Linked DNA regions of Mus musculus: region 1 is linked to region 2. The links are chromatin contacts, called in public ChIA-PET maps. All regions are on one chromosome and are shown on one strand. Each heading gives the region's core, a stretch centred on a gene start, on an enhancer-like site or on the middle of the called end of the contact. The rest is flanking DNA. Distances are from core to core; before and after follow the strand shown.

Region 1 (3,773 bases), core at 465-2,964, 48 kb before region 2:
ACCATGGTGGACTGCAATAGAGGAAGAGAAGATGCCCAGGATCCCTGTCCTCTACACACGCACGCGCACGCGCACGCGCACACACACACACGCACGCACACACGCACACCAAAACAAACAAGATATACCCTCACAATGCCCTGTTAGGAGAAAGTGCAGCTTTCCTGTGTGTCTAAGCCCTTGGAACAGGCCAGTAGGAGATATAGGGACTGAGCCAGAGCTGGCGCATGCTGACTGGGGCTTGTGAAAAGGAGCGGATGCTTCAAAAAGTAGCTAAGAGTCAAGAGGCAGAGAGCCTCCCGGGTCTGGCCTGCTTGATGCTTCACCAGTGTGGATCTCTGTGGAACTGCCACACAGCCACTGACAAATTTTTAATGATAATTTTACAAAAGCTTTCTAGAAGCCCAGTGATGTGTGGTGTTCCTATTTCAAGTGTTTTAAAGAACTTTGCTTGTCAAAGACTCTGGATTGCTGGCAATTTTTTTTTTATCTCTAAGCAGAACTCGAGTTTTTTTTTGTTTTTGTTTTTAAAGTAACTGTCTTGAATTGCATTTAAGATAAGCATAAGTCCTTAGAGATCATTTGTGAGAAGAAAAATGTCATGTAGATTGCAAGAGCAGTTTCTGCAGAACTCCTTAGAGGAGAGGGTGGCAGCAGAGCAGGCCCAGGAGTAAAGTCCTTCATGATGCTGAGCCAGGGGAGCAGTCTTGCCTACCGACCTCTTGGAGCTGACCGTGCAGACGTGAGCTGAGCAGAGGGGCACTGCAGTGGCTGGCACCCTCCCTTCTTTCTCCCTCCCTCCTTCCAACTTGTAACTGACAGTGGCTGTAAACTCAGTTTCTGGCCCAGGTTTTTACTGTCACTGAAGGACCCAGCTGGTGCTGACCGACGACAGTGACTTTGCCAGTGTTTATGAAAGCAGTAAGAGTAACAGAACATCTCACGTGTGCGTGCATGTGTGCGTATGTAAACCTATGCATGTGGAAGCCAGAGGACAGCTTAGTTGTCCCTCAGGCCTCATCTGCGTTGTTGTTGTTGTTGTTGTTGTTGTTGTTGTTGTGTCTGCTCACTGTCCTGAAACATGCTGGCCCCGGGTCATTCTGGCCCCGGGTCAGTGGTCTGTTCTCCCCTGGGCTGGAATGTCAAGTCTTGTCTCTACACCTTGCTTTGCTAGAAGGAGTGCTGGGATTTGTTTGTTTGGTTGATTGGTTGGATGGTTGGTGTTTGTGGGTGTTTTGCCTGCGTGTATGTGCATCACCTGTGTGCCTGCAGAGTCCATCAGATCCTGCTACTGAGAGCAGATCTTCTGGAACTGAGTTACAGACAGTTGAGCCTCCAGATGGGTGCTGGGAATCAAATGGAAGTCCTCTCCACGAGCAGCCAAGAGCAGTCAATGCTCCTAACCACTGAGCCACCTCTCAAAGACCTTAAAAAGAAGTGCTCTGTGGCATGTGTTACAGAGCTGTGCTCTTCACAGCCCTTCTCATGCCCACTTCTTATCAAGGCTGTTCACCCATCTTGTGCTTTGGCTTGCTATTACAGAGACAAACCACACCTACTTTGTACAGTAGGACTTTGTACAACTTTCTTCATTGTGTGGTAGCAATTATTCTGTAATGATGGGTGTGGCCAACGCAGCTGATGAGCTGTGGTGACACTTGCACCACTGTGATGAACTGTGGTGACACTTACACCACTTCCCTTCTTCAGTTGTCACACTGAAGAACATTTAAGTGGACAAGTTTCCATTGTAGACAGGAGAGGTACACAGTCTGTCTCTGCTTGTGTGAGGCAGTCACCAAGAGTGGCCATGTTATCTTGGGCTGTGGGGTTTATTTTGCGTATCTTTAATTTGGGGCCAGTTCTCCTTTTTCCATTGTGTCTGTGTGAGCCCTAGCCTTGCTGCTGCTCGCCGGCATCCTGAATATTTGCCAGTGTGATGGCCGCTCACAGGCATCGCTCCTGTTTTGTGAAATGAAGTTTCGTGTTTACTAACAACATGCAATTTCTTGGACTATGTGGGTTTTGTCTGTTAGGTCCTGGGATTGAATCTAGGGCCCTGTACTTGCTGGGGCAGGTGTTCTCTCACTCAGCTCCAGCCCCCATTCAGACTTTACCTGTGTGAGCCTAGAAAACAACTAGTCAGGCTGAGGTTCCGTCTCTTGGCTTGGAAAGATAAATGTCCACAATTCAGAGTACAGAGCACAGGGACCATGCTCACAGCTCCTGGTTCTTATTGTTGTTGTTGTTGTTGTTGTTGTTTTTGGTGGTGGTGGTGGTGGTGGTGGTGGTGGTGGTGGTTCTTCAAGACCAGGCTTCTCCGGGTAGCTGTGGCTGTCCTGGAACTAGTTCTGTAGATCAGTCTGGCTTTGAACTCACAGAGATCTGCCTGCCTTTGCTTCCTGAGTGCTTTGCTCAGTTCCTAGGTCTAAGCATGCCTTGGTCTCGAGTCATTCTGAGGGGTGCTGCCACCCAATGGGAGAGACCCTAATTGTCTAAAGCAACACGAGCTAGACCAAGAGTTTGGTTGGTTTGTTGGGACTGACCAGAGGAGGCCCCAGCAGAGTCTCAGGAGACTCATATGGACCTGTAGTTCAGGGTGTGGACAGACCATGGCAGCTGGATACAGTGGTAAGCCTACTTTGGTGTCGCACCAGCCTGATAGTACAGCTGCTCACCTCTGCCCTCCTGGATAACTCTCCACAGAGTGGTGAGGTTGTTCGTTTTAGTTGAAGATACAGAAGCACAGCTCTCACCTCAAAGAAGTAAAAACCATGTGTTCTGGAGCCAGAACCAGAGTGGCCATGGCCCTGAGCAGAGAGTTAGGCTCCTCCAAACACATGTGCAGCTTGATAATGCTGGCTTGAAGGTTTATGGGAACCAAATAAATAAAGTCACAAACCAAGGAAACATTAGGTGGGCAGAGCAGGAAGATCTCAGCCATTGACCTTAGATGCCATCTGAGCATTCTTAGCCTTTGGATTACAGGAAGTTTGGTGTCTATTTGTACATTCCAAGGGGATTTACCTCGTAGTCACAAAGGTGTTAGCCATACTCAGGTGGACAAGGAGTGGCAACTAAGGGGAATTACACATAGTGTAGGGTATGGCATGGGTGCTGGATGGCTTTTAAGGGGATGGGTCAGGACAGGGGACGGGTGAGAAGGGACTAGAGTTCCAACAGCAGCAGAGACTACTTGTGTGTGCAGTGGAGGGGTGCTAATGGTGCCTTTATTTACTAAGCCTTATTTCCTGAACATAGAGCTAATACAGAACTCTCAGGACAGTCTCATCTCGTCTCCCCACCCAGGAATCCCTGTCCCTGAGCTTATGTTCTTTCTCCACATATGAAAGTCCTCAGTGTACTTTGGATGAAAAACTAGAGGCCCTGATTCAAATAGTGGTGGCTGTTGCCGTGAGGAAATGTGTAGGCGGACCTACACGTGATGATCGTTATTTTGTAAGAGGTTCTCTTCATCCTGGTTCACATGCATCCATCACAATCCATCACTCTTAGGCCCCTTTAACTTCAATGCTTTCATATTCTGTGTTTATACGCATCAGTTTGGGCTCATGTCACAGTGCATAGCATGTCACAGTGCACATGCACAGGTCAGGACAACTCTTAGGAGTTGGTCTCTCTTGATGCCTTGTGGGGATTAGACTCTGGTCGTCAGGTCTTTGCACTAGCATATCTGCCCGCAGAGCCATCTCACTGCCCCAGGCTCATTATTTAAAAAGCCATTTATTTACCTGTCTCTGCTAGGAGTAGGC
Region 2 (3,810 bases), core at 579-3,078:
TTGCTTCCCCTGACTTGCTCAGCTTGCTCTCTTATAGAACCCAAGACTACCAGGCCAGGGATGGCACCACCCACAATGGACCCTCTCACCCTTGATCACTAATTGAGAAAATGCCTGACAGCTGGATCTCATGGAGGCCTTTCTTCAAGGGAGGCTCCTTTCTCTGTGATAACTCCAGCTTGTGTCAAGTTGACACACAAAACCAGCCAATATACCAGGTAAGTCTAGATTTGTGTCAAGTTGACAAAAACTAACTAGCACAGTGTATGTTACGGATGCATGAAGGCAGACAAGTGCAGAGGTCAGAGGGCAATTTACAGTCAGTTCTCTCTATTTGCTATGCACTTTAGGATTGAAGTTAGGTCCTCAGGCTAGTACTGAAAGTTCTTTTATCTGCTGAGCCATTTGGCTGGCCCCTGTTCACACAAATCTCAACAGGAAAACCACCATTAACAGCACTTCAACTAATTTTGTCATCTGGTAATGAAATGAAAGACACTTTTATTTCTCAAGCAAAAAAAAAAAAATCTCATTAATTTACTTCTCAAAAATAGTAGAGAAGTCAAAAAAATCCAAACAAACAAACAAAAAACCGATTGGCCATGCCTTTAATCCCAGCACTGAGGAGGCAGAGGGCAGGTGGATCTTTGTGTTTGAGGCTGGCCTGGTCTACAGCGTGAATAGAAAAATCCTGTTAAAAACACAAGAAAAGGGGCTGGAAAGATGGCTCAGCGGTTAAGAGCACTGACTGCTCTTCTGAAGGTCCTGAGTTCAAATCCCAGCAACCACATCGAGGCTCACAACCATCCATAGTGAGATCTGATGCCCTCTTCTGTGGAGTCTGAAGTCAGCTACAGTGTATTTACATATAAAATAAATAAATAAAGGCACTGAGAGTGGGTGGGGTGAAGAGAAGAATTTACATTTGTTTCAATAGAAACAATAGTAATAGAGAGATAGCTTAGTGGTTAAAAGCACTGGCTGCAATTCCAGAGGACTCAGGTTCAGTTCCAGCACCCTTACAATCATCAGTAACTCCAGTTGCTGGGGATTTGACACTCTCACACAGACATACATGCACACAAAACAATGCACATAAAATAAAAAATAAATCATTTAAAAATTAATGCAATTCTATTTCGAAGACACAAAACCTCAAAGGGGCGGAGGGCAGACTTACAAATCTCTGGGAAAACCAGGAAGTCTACAGAAGGAACTCAAAAACGTGGATTTTCCCCAGAAAGCAGAACAGGCAGTCAACAAAACTCAGAAAATGGAGCTGTCAGGTCGAAACATACAAATACTTCAACTAGACCACCTTTTGAACATTGAACTAGCTGATGTCGGGATCACTTTCCTGGACGTAGACTTTGAAAAACAAAACCTTAAAGAACCGGAGAGAAGACAGCGCGTTGAAGTTACTGTAACGCACCTTTCCTCGCAGATTCTGTACTTAGCATTGCTATTATAAACTCCTGAAGTCCAAAGCTGGCGGCAGCTGAGCCCTTACTGACTTCAGGAAGCCAAGTGGTTAGGGAGAGGGTTTCAAAAATCAAGAAAACCAAGCATTTCGTCCACGGATGCCCTTTTCTCACAGCGGAATGAACCGCGGAGCGGGAGGCATGAATTCTGGGCGTAGACGCACCCTTAGGAGAGCGCTTCCAAGGCTAAGAGATCCTGCTCCACACCGGACAGCCTATGGGAGCGAGAGGAAGCTCCCGCACGGGCAGGACACCCAAACCTTAACCCGCAGCTAACGGGCTGCGCGGCTCCGGTCCAGGACCTCGCGGCCCGCACCCAGCAGGGAACCACGCATGCGCAGGCCCCAGACCCGCGCGGGATGCCCGGCCGCGGCTGACAGAGCCAACCGCTCGGCCTCGCCCGGTGCCGGCTGCCGCCGCCCTCCTCCCAGCGCCGCGACCGGGCTCACGCTTGTCTCCTTCCAGCTGCTCAGGAATCGGCGGTCCCGTCAGGCCGCTGGGGGCGCGACGCCGACGGCTGCTGCGACAGCCCGGGAGGCGCGAGAGGCGCCGGGGTCGCGGCGGCGATTGGCCGGCCGCGGCGCCTGCTCCCAGAATGCAGCGCATGGCGCGTCATTGAAGAGAGACCATGATGGCGGCGGCGCTGGGGCCCCCAGAAGTGATCGCTCAGCTGGAGAACGCGGCCAAAGTTCTGATGGTGAGGACGCCGGGTCCGGAGAAACGGGGGATTAGTGGGACTCCGGCTGGCTCTCCCTGGTCAGGCCTGCTGTCCGCTGGGTTGGTGGCCAGGAAGGGCCTTGGGATGAACCCTGAAGTGGAGGTGGTGGTGGCGTGGCGCAGGATTCTCCATCCTACTTTCCTCTTGCCTTGGTTCTTTACTTTCTAGTGCTGTCTCCTTCCCTGACCGCCTTGTTCCTCCGCCTGGCACTGGGGTGTAGTGGTGTAAGATGGAGAGTTTCCTGTGCCGCCAGCTTCGCTCCATACCTCGCTAGGCAGACTGGGTAGCAGAGCAAGGCACAGGGTGAACCCCGCAGGACTTGGGTTAGGGAACATTCTTGGGACTGTGTGCATGACGCTGGGGAGTTGATCCTGTTAGGAGAGGGATGGCATAGTCTGGGTGCTGTTAGCAACCCTCGTTCTCTTGTGGATCGGGTCCCCTAGCTCTTTGCCTGACATGCAGACTGTTCTGGGTAACCGCAGCAGGCGGCACGTGGACGGACCGGCCGGAGGGAGAGAGGCTAATCTTTAGGACCAAGGTCGTTGGGGCAAAACTTGGTTCAAGACCTACTCTTTGTGGGTTTCGCGTTTTGGAAAACTGACTCTGTGGCAGGTTCCCAGGTACTTATTAGCTGAAGTCTAACAACTACCACGAAATAGTTTGGTGAGGGTGTTTGAGCAGGACGAGTCGGTATTATAAACAGGATTTCACATAGGGAGCAAAAGTAAGGAGAAGGATACTGTTTCGTTACTTAGTAAACTGTGTGTCTTATGCTTGCTGGCTCAGCCTGATTTCTTTCTTTCGTTCTTTGTAAATTATGACGATTGCATTTGTAGGGTTTTTTGTTTTGTTTTTAAAATTAGATGTCCATTTTATTACTTGAAATGATTTAGACATTTTAACAACTAAATGCAGCTAGATTTCTTTTTTACCCTACTTTAAGGTTACTGTCAAGGATTCTGTTGGAGCATCCTATTTAAGGATATTTTAGTTAAGGCCTGGAGAGACTGCTCAGTAGTTAAGAGCACGTGTTGCTTTTCCAGAGGACCTGAGCAGGTTCCCAGGTCAGGTAGTCAGTAGTTACCAATTGTAACTCCATTAAGTTTTGTCTTCACATACAATATAAGATGCTTTGGCTTTTAGAAAGTGAGAAGAGGGCCTAGAGAGATGGCAGCTCAGGGATTAAGATCACTTGTTGCTTTAGCAGAGGACCCTGCTCAGAACCCATGGTGATTTACAACTGTCCTTGACTCCAGTTTCAGGGTATCCGATGACCTCCACGGGCCATGCAGATAAAACACATAAATAAATCTTTTAAAAAAACATGCAGTAAAATCTTAGGTTTAATAAAAGTTTACGAAAATCCCCAAATACAGCACCCCCGAAAATACCTGATTTCCTAGGAAATAGGGGTAATGTTTTTAATTAAATTCCAAGAACTCAACAGTGCTCTAGTATTGAAATTGATAGGTTAATTGATGGTGTTCATCATCGGCCTGATGGGCATGAAAAACAGTACTAGTATTCTGTTGAGTGCTAGATTTGGGTTCTATATTATGAATTCCTGTAGCAGCTTTGTACTGTGGAGAGAAACTGAGGTTCAAAGCAGTA

What was found. ChIA-PET counts read pairs in DNA pulled down with a chosen protein or histone mark.
Region 1: a contact with region 2 is called in an RNA polymerase II ChIA-PET map of memory CD8 T cells, with 97 read pairs. The contact joins the enhancer-like site here to the promoter of Xpo4 in region 2. A contact is called at or near these places in 1 of 484 Hi-C or Micro-C datasets (nephron progenitors), 6 of 115 datasets of contacts at active chromatin or transcription factors (bone marrow-derived macrophages, effector CD8 T cells, embryonic stem cells and 1 more) and 2 of 9 other capture datasets (adipose tissue and pancreatic islet).

Annotation. Positions count from the first base shown.
Region 1 is chr14:57,710,917-57,714,689 of GRCm38.p6, reverse strand. All of the region lies in intron 2 of Lats2 (large tumor suppressor 2), which reads left to right. Among named protein-coding and RNA genes, the nearest start is that of Gm26440, 15 kb to the right of the region's middle. Within about 2 kb of position 1,714, at least 69 of the 459 cell types and tissues checked have an H3K27ac peak or open chromatin away from gene starts, as enhancers often do. A contact at or near this core is called in effector CD8 T cells and memory CD8 T cells, where this site is marked.
Region 2 is chr14:57,663,256-57,667,065 of GRCm38.p6, reverse strand. It overlaps Xpo4 (exportin 4), which reads left to right and starts at 1,828. Exons shown (of 23, transcript NM_020506.2): 1 at 1,828-2,178. The coding sequence starts at 2,110.